Regions from separate parts of the Mus musculus genome. Here region 1 is linked to region 2. A link is a contact called in public Hi-C data. All regions are on one chromosome and are shown on one strand. Each heading gives the region's core, a stretch centred on a gene start, on an enhancer-like site or on the middle of the called end of the contact. The rest is flanking DNA. Distances are from core to core; before and after follow the strand shown.

Region 1 (5,533 bases), core at 891-3,390, 360 kb before region 2:
ATCCCACAGCCAAGAGTGCTTGACCAATGCATAGATAGGTTTGAGAGAGGAGTGGGGGAGGGAGGGACAAAGAGAGATTGAGAGAGAGGAAGGGAGGGAGAGAGAAAGAGTTAGTATGTTGGGTGAGGATGTGGGCATAGATCTGGGAGGAGTTGGGGGGGGTTGAATATAATCAAATACATTACATGAAATTCTCAGTTAATAAAAATATTTAAAAAGATTATCCTAATGAATGTTTAAAAGGTATATACTAGTTAAGGCTCAAATACTGGGTTTGAAATGATATACAGGTAGTCTCTCTCATCTTCAGAACTATAAAAACAGAAATGAAAAAGTAGATTAACCACACGGAATAACAGACTTACCAAGATTTAATCGTAAAACTCCCAAAAGTCCGTATGCATCCAGTACTTTGGCATATGTGCCTTTAATAGCCTCCTTTTCTGCAGATGCTGTTAAAAATAATAATTGAAAACATTAGAATCTATTTAGTTGTAATGCCAGACTTGAAACAAAGCTTCAAAATGGGATCGTTTTCCCCATTTATCTATCTATCTATTTTCTCTTTTTTCTCTCTCTGTCTTTAGACCAGCATGACTTGGTTTCCCCCTATGTCACTGGGTTATCTAGTCTCTGGTTCTTGACCACTCAAGCTGTGTCAGATCTGGGTTCACCTCGTGAAGTGAGCCTCGAGTCAAATCAGTTGTTGGTGGGTTACTTCTGCAAGCCCTGTGCCACCATTACCTTAGCATATCTTACAGGCTGGACACTGTTGTGAATAAAGGTTTTGTAGCTGGCTTGGTATTTACATTACCCTTGATAATGTGCAGAATACCTTTCTGTATCAAGGATGCTGGAACATAGGGATGAAGTCTCTGTGGGCACCAGCTCAGTATCTCCATGTTTGATATAGGTGACCTCTCCAAACACCAGTGTATTATATTAGGTATTCTGTCCAACTAGTAGAAGAACTTTCTTGCTGGAGTTACAGAATTCTGCCCATCTAAGGAGTCTGTCTTCTTGTTGATAGCCTGTTTTACTCACTCGTTTATCCTGGACACAGAAGCTGAATAAACTGGTAAATGCTGCAAGCCACTGCTTGACCACACGGTTTAGCATGGCAGTGGGGCAGTCTTTACTGACCTTCCTCTCACTTCCTTTGCTCTAAGCTGAGGCAAACTTGCTAATGAGCTCAAGCCAGGCAATAATTTCCCTAGAGCAGGCTACTATGGTTAGTCTACTGATAAAAAAATAAAATAAAATAAAAGACAACAACAACAAAAATCCCGGATGTTTAAAGGCAGAACCTTCCTAGCACTTAGCAGATCCACATTTAAGATACAACAAAGAACCAAGGAACATAAACCACATCTGGTATTTCAAAGAATTTCAAATAGCACATTCTGAAGTGTGAAATTCAAACTTAGCCACTGCCCTCCGTTCCCTGTCCCACCTCTCCCCAGCTCGAGGAGGCTTGCTAGGTCACAGGATTCCCTGTCCTCATCACACTTAGCCTTCTCCCTCCCCTCTGTCCACACCACAACCACAGAACCCTTGGCAGGGCTCCTGTATGCTGCTCTAGGAAAGCAAGTAAGCAGATTGCTCTGACCTCCCATTTCCTGTCTATCTTCTCTGCAGACACAGGCTCTTCTCAATCTACATCTTATCCAAGATTCCTTGCCAATTCCTTGGATTCCAGACTCTTATCTTAAAGCTCTTCCCCAGAGTTCCACATAGTATCTCACTTCCCCATCTGCCTCTCTCCACCCTGTCTACTCAAGCTTCTCCTCCGCGGCTCACTTTGGCCAGCCGGGGACTTATGGTCAGTTAGCTGGCAGCACAGGCTAAAGCTAAATGACTCAACTAACACCATCACATTCTCTAATATGTTCATTATTAAGTGTGGGCCTTTCTGTAACCAGTATGAAACTAGAGTGGGGAAGACTTTTAGCATGCTAGGGGAATCGTGTCTTCTTTCACATATCTAGCCGTCCTAGCATTATATTGTTCTATGTGTTTATGGTCAATTCAAATTTAAAATTTACAACAAAAACTGAATTGTTTTCTAAAGGAAACTACAGCTGCCTTTCTTAAGTGCTGCACTTCCTCATTCAGCGTACCATGGGTGGGGCTGGGAGTGGGTCTCAATTTTTCATGGCAGAAAATGCGGTTTCCAGGTCAGACTGCTCTACGGAGTCCCTCAGGCTACATGCTGTGTGAATTTAAAATATTATTGCTGTCATTGGAATGAAGGAATTACTGATGTATTAGTGTCAGCAGCAATTAGGTTAAATTAGCAGTTAGCAAAAAATCACCATTAGGTTCAATGACCACAGCCAGCAAGAGTTAAAAAGAAAATGTAACTTAATATTAAGTAATTCTCTCCCCATATGAATAGTCTCTGTAACCTAAATTATCATGAAATAAATATTCTCTCCTCATAACTATTTTCTTCTCAATTGCACAACAAATAAACACTGTCTCTCAGGCCCAGTGACCATCCTTCTATTGCACCGTCATCTAGCTTAAACATGTAAGCATACACCAAGCCACTTAATTATTTGTATTTCAGAGTTATCTTCTGAGTTCTCTCTCTCTCTGACTAAAGCAGATGAGGTTACATTTTTTTTTTATTATTGTTTTTTTTTCTTTCTTTTTTTTTAAGATTTATTTATTATTATATGTAAGTACACTGTAGCTGTCTTCAGACACACCAGAAGAGGGAGTCAGATCTTGTTACGGATGGTTGTAAGCCACCATGTGGTTGCTGGGATTTGAACTCTGGACCTTCGGAAGAACAGTCAGGTGCTCTTACCCACTGAGCCATCTCACCAGCCCGAGGTTACATTTTTACTGCCATGAGTTTCTATTACCAGCAATTTAGAAATGGTCTTACAGCTACAGTATTAGTTCATCATCTCTGCGATGATTATGGCACTAACACAAGGCCAGGTGTTTATGTGCACTATTTAATTTTCACAGTACCCTAAGGACAAAGCTACACCTTCCATTTGACCTGAGGAAATTGGCTTAAGTCAGTTACTAATTGTCTAAGTCTAAGGAGCCAGCATTAGAGGGAACCTCTTTTCTGGGCACAGTGACTAATACTTTAATCCCAGCATTGGAGATGCAGAGGCAGGTGAACCTGGTCCCAGGGGTACAGTGTGGGACCCTGGAAGAGCTACCTACTTCCTGCTCTTGAACTTAGGGTAGGTTCCATTGCTACATGTTCAATGGTACTGAAAAATGTAGAGTATAAGCAACAAAGGAAATAATAATGAATGTTATTACTCCCTGAATATGCGTATAGACTAGAAGTTCCACAAGGAAAGGGGTGTTTATCTAGTCTCAAAGTCCTCAGAACAATCAGGAGGGAGAACAAAAGCCTGCAACACCTAGTAGACGATTACCTTTACCAGTAATCAAAGTGCATACCGATATTGACACATTAACAAGGCAGTTTAAAGCTGTCACCTGACTGACGAAAACAGCACAGCTTCTGAAATAGCTCTGTCAAAGGTGAGCAACAGCAGAAGCCCCACACAGCAAGGAGGGACAACATCCTATAAAACAACTGTTCTCCTAGGTCCTGAGGGTCAGAGACTAGAGCTCTAGAGTTGAGGAGATTAAGGCCTGCCTTTTAAATCAACTATACAGATCTGAATGGATCTTTCCATCATAGAAAGCATGGCTAGCTACTGGTAAGCGTGAAGAGGGCCTGAGCAGTGGCAGTGGCAGGACTGCTGTGCGCCCTTACGAGGAGAATGTCTAGGGAACACACAGCACAGTATCTGGGGACAATAAGGTCTCACGTCAGCAACCTACTCTCAAATCGGTAAGAAAATATCCTTTTTTAAATTTTATTTTACTAACTTCAACTTTTCTGTATGTTTAAAATTATTTCCTCCTCCTGAATTTAGATAAATATGTCTAAATGGCATTGATAGGATAAATCTTACAATGCCCTATTGTCCATTTATAATTTTTTTAAAAGAGTTTCATTGTGCAGCCCAGGTTAGTCTTGAGTCCATCCTCTTTGTGCCTCAGCCTGCTGAGAGCTGAGGTATCCAGCTCAAACACTGCTTTTAAGTGGGTGGAAAAGGCTTTCTTATTTTACGAGACCTTATAAAGTATACCAAAAGAGATTATACAAGGGTTAATCATGATCACTGTTGTACTCCCCCGAAATCCCATTTTAGAAAATAATATAAGAATCTTCACCTATGAAGAGATGATCTGAAATAAGACCACTTATTCCACACTAAGATTATGTATATGACCTTTAGATAAAAAGGGGGGAAATCCCTTGGTGGTACCAAGCACAAGCCTTCCTGTCTTCCTTTCCTTCTCAGTACCTCTTGGCACACCAGGCTTCAGGCAAAATTAGTCATCCGCTGTCTACTTGTCCTGCATGCTGGCTCTTCTCTTCCTCTGTTCACAGTGTCCTCTCCATCTGGAACAGCCGCTAGTCATCCTCTATTTTCAACCATCGCCCATCCTTCAATCTCTTAGCAAAATGCCACTTCCTGGAGTTTTGCCCATATCACTCAATTAGAAGTAAACATTTCTTTTTATCCTGTGTTTCAGCCACATGTATACTGATACAACCAAAGCCAGGCTTCTTGTTTCACACTGGAGTGTGATCCCGACCTAACAGACACTGAGCATCCCAGCTACACCAGACACTCACTTCTCAGGCTAAACCAACCAAGAGCTTACGGCACAAAAGGACCTGCCTTGCTAACTTTCTTTCTTACAACACGTTTTACAACGTGTTCCCTTCCCAGGAAAGAAGCCCAACATCCCATTGCAGAAGGTCCCATTCAACAGTCCTCTTAAGAGTGTGAGTGGGGGCAGTGGAGGAAGGTGGCCGTGGGGAACACAGGACTGGTTAATAACTGCCAACCAGGGTGTAAACCGTGGAGTCCATGAAGCGGCAGAGGGAACAGAGGGAAGAGTGAGTGGAAATCAAGGTTGGGGAGAAGGTGATACAGAAGCCCAGTTCACTTTCCTGCCCCAGCGTCCACTGGGCTTTCCTGAGAGAGATAAATTGTCTTTTGTGAAGAAGGTCGTCTGTTTTCTTTTCTATTGATGGTGGTTGTTAAACAAACTAAGCACTAGGAAAAACACACCTCTTTTACAAGTTACCGATTGCTAACCACAAGTGGGTATAGTTTGCCAAGAAGCTCACTGTTTTAGGAGTGACGGAGCCAATCAAGATTTTCAGTAGTTCAGCTAAGGTAACCGGGCCTGTGTCTTTGCAGCTCACATATTTAAAACACTTAAGCAAAAGCATGTCTTGGCTTCTAACGTAGGATTCCCACCATATACTAGGGATGAACAGTAATTCAATCACACAAGGGTTTATTTAAAGGGAACAACTCTTCTCCCCACACCACAATTAGCCTGTCACTCATTTGGATGTAAATACTTTCTTATGCTTCAAGCACAGGGGTCTCTAAGCACACAGACCCATCTCATGCAGAACTAGCTCCCCTGTGCCCACTGCTTTTGCATCTGCATTTTAAATGTA
Region 2 (6,109 bases), core at 2,314-4,813:
CAACTTAATTATTTTGAAATATCACCAGTGTGTCAGATGATCCACTCTGTTTCCAAGTTGTTTGGTTGGTGTGTGTGTGTGTGAGAGAGAGAGAGAGATCGACAGAGAGACAGACAGAGACAGAGAGAGAGAGAGAGAGAGAGAGAGAGAGAGAGAGAGAGAGAGAGAGAGAGAATTTAGGATCAGAATAAACTGTCACGGTAGGGAAATTTTATGTGTGCAGAAAATGTATGCACCAGGACTCCTATGTCTAGCTTTGCCTCTGCTGGGAACCTGTCGTATGACTTTGTGCAAGGGTGTTTCATTTGTGCCTTTTAATCTCTGTGTCTCGCTCCGCTCCACCATCACCTGTTGCAGACACAACAAGTCAACATCCTCCCGGCAGGTTTTCTGGCTTCCACCCTTTTCCTTGAGAAATGGCGCCACCTTCTGGCTATAGAGGTCATAACATCTGCCCATGGAAAAATCTAACATCGCAGTAGCTTTTGTCTACATGACACAAGACAACCATTGAGAAGAGGGAACCCCAACTGAGGAATTGTTTGCATCATACTGGTCTGCAGACAAGTCTATAGGAACATTTCTAAAACTTTAATCGATAACTGATATGGGAGGGTCAAGTGAGTGATAGCTGACCACCCCTGGGCTGGTGGTCCTGGGTTGTGTAAGAAAGCAGACTGAGCAAGCCAGTAAGCTCCACCATGGCTTATGCCATGTTCCTGACCCCAGCTTCATCCCTGCCTCGAGCATCTGCCTTGGGAACCCCCGATGATGGGGTGTATCCTATAAACCAAATAAACATTCCCTCACCAAGTTACTTCTGCTGGCGCTGTTAATTATGGCCACAGAACCAGTCCAAAGCTACACAAAATTGTTTTATTAAAATATTACAGCATTCCTTGGGAGTGACTTTCCACGCTTTACAATAATAGAAACCTGGCACACAGGCCCAGACTGAGTAGAGCTGACTCAAGCTTGCACACGCCTCCTGTAGATAGATGTCCCTCCTCCACAGACAGGACAGGAGCAGCCAAAACGGCCAGGGCTTTGCTCTGAAGTAAGATCTACGCACTGAAAACAGCCTTATCTTTGCCAGCCATGCTCAGCAGCCACACCCTGAGTCACTGGCTAATGCTGTATGATGTAAGGGTTTGTAACTAGGTGCCGCTGAAATGGAGGGATGACTCCTTCTGCACAGAGAACACATATAACTCCCCCTTCAATGATACCCCAAACTCATAGACCTGGTTGGTTAGGAAAGGAAGCACATGGGCTCCGTGGGGGAAATGACATCGTTTCCCGCTCATCAGTGAGGAAAGAAGGCAGCAAGCATCTCTTGTCCGTGTTGGAGGGGCTTAGGAGGTCTGTTTCACATTCATGACCACACACACTTAGGTAACCTGGGAAAGAAATGGGGGCTTCTGTTCTTTGATTCCTCCATTCCATTTTACATAATTCTGGAACGTAAATAACACACACATACACATGCACACGCACGCATGCATGCACGCACATATGAAGAAAGCATGGTGCTGGACCCAGCATGCTGCTGTAGCAACCTGCCAAGCAAGACGTGCTCACTGCTGCGATAACAGCAAGCCTCTAATGTGGGAGCCAACTACTCCCTGAGTGCACTTAAGGCCTGTTTCACAGAATGGAATCCCATGTCTGTTACTGTAATGCTGGCCAGAGGTCCAGGGCTAGAGAGGTCATAGAGTGGAGCCTAGTATTGTTATTTTACTAAATGTTCATATTGTAAGATCACCTTCTGAATATTTATGTTTATAGCCATACACTCGATAATGCTCTCCACCTTGGTCAGAGAAACTTCTTTTTGCAGCAGCAGTCAATGGAGAAATGCAGGATGGCTCCAAGTACTGAGAATAATCAACTGGGTGTTTAGCCTTAAATGAGATCCTTAGACCCACACCCCCTACACACACCAGGGTTCGGGGAACATCTCAAAAGAGAAGCTAGAAAGACCGCAAGAGCTGGAGGTGGAGGAGAAGAACTGTGAAATGCTGTCATCTAGCCCTGGCACGGCTGTCAGACTCATGAACTCGTAGCAGCTGCAGGTGCCTGTTACAGGACCTGTGTAAGAGCAAGACAGCCACAATTCCAGCACAGGTGGGTGTCATGGATACAGTTTCTATTGCAGCGATGAAACAGTGTGACCCAGGGGACTTAAGGAGGGAAGGTTTGCCTGGCTGAACTATCCCATTGAACATATGCTTTAGTGTAAACATATAGGGGGGGGGGGCTAATTTTATATCAGCTTGAGAGTAATTTTGTAGGAGGAAACCTCAACTGAGAAAAGGTCCCCACCAGATTGACCTGGAGGCAAGCCTGTGGTGCATCTTCTTGGTTGATGATAGATGTGAGTGGTTCAGGGGCAGTGCCACGCCAGACCAGTCATCCTATAACATATAAGAAAGCAGGCTGAACAAGCTACAAGGAGCAAGCCAGTAAGCAGCACCCACCATGGCCTCCACACCAGCTCCTGCCTTGTGTGAGATCCTGTCTTGACTTTGCTTAGGAATGGACTGTAATGTGGAACTGAAAGCTAAAACAAACCCTGTCTCCCCAGGTTGCTGTTCTTCATGGTTTTATTACAGCAATAGAAACCCTGAGGGGTGTGTGTGTGTGTGTGTGTGTGTGTGTGTGTGTGTGTGTCTTTATATATGTATGTATGTATATATGTGTGTGTATATATACGCGCACACATACATACATATACATATATATTCATTCTACACACATAAAACAGGGACTTCATAAATTTAGAGTGTAGACACATCAGAGACAATAGCTAAGTTATTCTGGGACAAAGCTCTCTCAGAGAGACTGCTCACAATGGGGAAGTGCTGGAGACCTTTGTAGAGACAGGAAAAGACCAGCTTGAACAAGGCTCCAGGATGACTTGACTCTTTGAGGAAGGAGAAGTTAAGATATTACATGTGAACCACAAGTCAGGTGCCAGAGGACAAAAATAATAACGTTGCATAAGCCCCGAGATGAGGCTCTGTGCATTAAGTGTTTGCCTGGCAAGTGTGAACCTTGCCTTCAATCCCCAGCTCCACACAGACCAAGAGTGGCGGGTGGCACACTGCTGCAATCCCAGCACTCAGTAGGTGAGTCAGGAGGATCCGAAGTTTAAGGCCAGTTTGGCTACATAGATACCTGCAGGCCATTCCAGGCTACATGGGACATGTCTCAAAATGATGGTGCTGGTGGCAATTATGACAACACCGTGACGATATATTGCATGGAGTGATCAATGTCTGAATTGCAAGCATTTTTATACTCACAGAGAAACGTTGCTCAAGGCTGGACAATGGCTAAATGGCAGCTAATTCCAGATCTCGGGAAGAAACTTTTCGCCATGGTTAGCCTGTTGTGCACATCATCAGAAGTGGTGTGTCAGCTCTGTGGTCTCTCAGAAGCGGAGACGGAATGAGAAGAAAGAAGGGAAGAGAGACTCCCTGGTCACACCACAGCAACCACCACGGGTAAAACAGAGGAGAAAGCAGAACCATCTACAGGGAACACGGAGAGGGCAGCAGCAAGCCCTCTTCAGAGACGGCGAAGCCGGCCCTGACCACAACGGGAAGTCCCTTCTCAGGCCCAGTAACGGTGGTATTCAGTTTGCATGGCCTGCTGAGAAGCCACCCATGTGTCTCTACACCACTGGCCATTTCTCTTCCTTCTTTCCTTCGCCTCCATCTTGCAGTGTCTAACCTGTAGAGGGCTAGGACAACAGAGCATCGATGTAGTTACTGTCGTACGTAAAATAAGGGCTAAGAAGCTGCGGCCACACACTGAGTGGTTCTGGTGTCAGGATCAAAATCTGCCAAGCACCATTCTCAGTGGGGTGCCCTCAGAAGGGGCTTCCACATTTGAGACCACAGATTCACCCTGCTACACATTTCCTTGAAAGCAGACGAGGTGTTTAACTGGATCTGCCACACCGCCTCCAGTAGAATCTGTGCGACAAGTTACACAGACTGAGGCGATTGACCTCAAAAAAGGGAGGCTTCCTGAAACCGGCTGTGGAACTCTTCTCTGGAGAAAAAAATATTGAGCCATAGTTCTCATGGCAATATCTCTGTTTTATTTTCTCTTATTCCTTCTCTTATTTACATGTTCCTGGTAGCCTAGGCTAAGATCTTAAGCGAGAATAGTGGGTAAGAAACCATCCCTAGAGATGGGGTCACTAACATTACCTTATCCCCAGGGAAACCAACACTTTACTTTCAAAATCATTTACAAAGCTATTACAATAGATAAAAACTTTCCCAACAGCCAGGCGTGATGGCACACACCTTCAATCCCAGCACTCAGGAGGCAGAGGCAGGCAGATTTCTGAGTTCGAGGCCAGCCTGGTCTACAAAGTGAGTTCCAGGACAGCCAGGGCTATACAGAGAAACCCTGTCTCGAAAAAGCAAAAACAAAAACAAAAAACCTTTCCCAACAATAAAATTTCATATGGCTACACGTGTGTCATCGGAGGTGGATTTTGGTATATGGTAAAGAAAGCCTTAATTAGAAAGAATTAAAATAGTTGATTTATAAGAAAATCGGGCACTAGATGTTAAATAATAATTGACCATGGGGCTGGAGAGTTAGTTCAGTGGTTAAGAGCACTGACTGTTAAAGATTTATTAACCTGCTCCTGGAAATATGCCACTAGCCTTGGACGACAGTCCCCACTGAATACATCCTTTTAGAATTGTTATATTTTGATGATTTATAATGATGTTACCTGTTCTGTTTGTGATTCACTGAATACATAGTTTCAAAGTTGTAATGCTTGGATAATTTTTGTGCTTTACTGTGCCAAATGATTTTTGTTGGTATCTGTGATTGTCTCACTGGATATAGTTTCTAAGAGATGTAATGTTTGGTTTTTTTAATGTATAAAACCCCCTGCTTGAGAGCTGCAGAATACACAGATTCAAACTGCCTCTGTGTTTGTTTCTGTTTGTCACCACCAAATCCTTACCCACCTAGCTTCAAGGACCCTCATTCCAGGGACCCCCCGTACCCGACTGGGGTGGTCCGTGGATTGAAAACCTCCAGCATCCTTTCAGTCCATTAAGACCTTGCATAGTCAGAGTCATCACTCTGTTTGGATGTAGCACATAGTAGGTGCGCAAGGAAAAGTGTAGTTGAGAAAGGTCTGTGAGCTCTAGCCCCACTGTCACATCCCTCACGTGGCATGACGACCTTCTCAAATTCATGTTCAGTGTGACAGCTGTGGAGTTAATGAGAGCTGCAGATCAGCAGCCGGGACGTGCCAAGGTGCTGCCTGGACAGACAGAGTCCTAGAGGCTGTGGCTGGACAGACTAACTCAAGGACAGACAGAGTCCTGGAGGCTGAGGCTGGACAGACTAACTACTGGACAGACAGTGGGGGTTGAGGCTGGCCAGACTTACTCCTGGACAGACAGCTCTGGAGGCCAAGGCTGGATAAGCTAACCCCTCATTGCTTGAGTCAGATTTCTCTTGTGTATCCAGGAAAGGGCATTCTCTGCCCTTTGTGCCATGTCTGACACAGGCTGAAAGACAGAAAGCGGCTCTGTAGAGGTTGTTGGGACAGCTGAATGACTTGAACATCTGAAATCCAGCTGTGAGCGGTTCCCTTCCATCACTATTAACTTTTTTAAAAAAGATAAATAAAAAAATGAAAGCCAGAAGGGTGTGAGAGGTTAGCCGAGCACTCGCCATGTTTTCCGTTTTCACCATAAGGCTTTGGAAAATAAACGGCTCGGTTGCCGCTGCTCCCACAAACAGCAGGAAGCTGAGGTCGGAGGAAAGCTTAGCCTTTTATGTGAAATGCTCTAGAGTTTGGCTCCCAGTTTTGTCTCTGACCTTGATGATGGACCCTGACCTTCAGGGGCTCAGGGAGAGTTGGTGATGATAAGCCACAGCCAGACAGCATTTTCTGCTTGGAAAACCCGGCGCTTACAGACTATCCCTTGGAGCAACAGACAAGGTGAAAGTCTGTAGTTTTACAAGAAGGTATTAGGAGAGTGGTTATTTGTTTGTTTGAGGGAGGCTGTGGGTACACGAGCTTGGAGGTCAGAGGTCAGCGTCAGGTGGCTTCCCT

What was found. A called contact is a pair of places that touch in the nucleus more often than the background predicts.
Region 1: a Hi-C map of bone marrow-derived macrophages shows a contact between it and region 2, with 26 read pairs. The contact joins two enhancer-like sites. A contact is called at or near these places in 5 of 39 promoter capture datasets (the C10 cell line, cranial neural crest, liver and 2 more), 4 of 484 Hi-C or Micro-C datasets (bone marrow-derived macrophages, embryonic fibroblasts, erythroblasts and 1 more) and 2 of 115 datasets of contacts at active chromatin or transcription factors (bone marrow-derived macrophages and extraembryonic endoderm stem cells).

The regions. Positions count from the first base shown.
Region 1 is chr16:90,993,576-90,999,108 of GRCm38.p6, forward strand. Synj1 (synaptojanin 1) reads right to left here. Exons shown (of 32, transcript NM_001164483.1): 3 at 366-452. Among named protein-coding and RNA genes, the nearest start is that of 4930404I05Rik, 15 kb to the right of the region's middle. Within about 2 kb of position 2,141, at least 149 of the 459 cell types and tissues checked have an H3K27ac peak or open chromatin away from gene starts, as enhancers often do. A contact at or near this core is called in bone marrow-derived macrophages, liver and neutrophils, where this site is marked.
Region 2 is chr16:91,351,823-91,357,931 of GRCm38.p6, forward strand. No RefSeq gene overlaps it. Among named protein-coding and RNA genes, the nearest start is that of Ifnar2, 18 kb to the right of the region's middle. Within about 2 kb of position 3,564, at least 105 of the 459 cell types and tissues checked have an H3K27ac peak or open chromatin away from gene starts, as enhancers often do. A contact at or near this core is called in bone marrow-derived macrophages, liver and neutrophils, where this site is marked.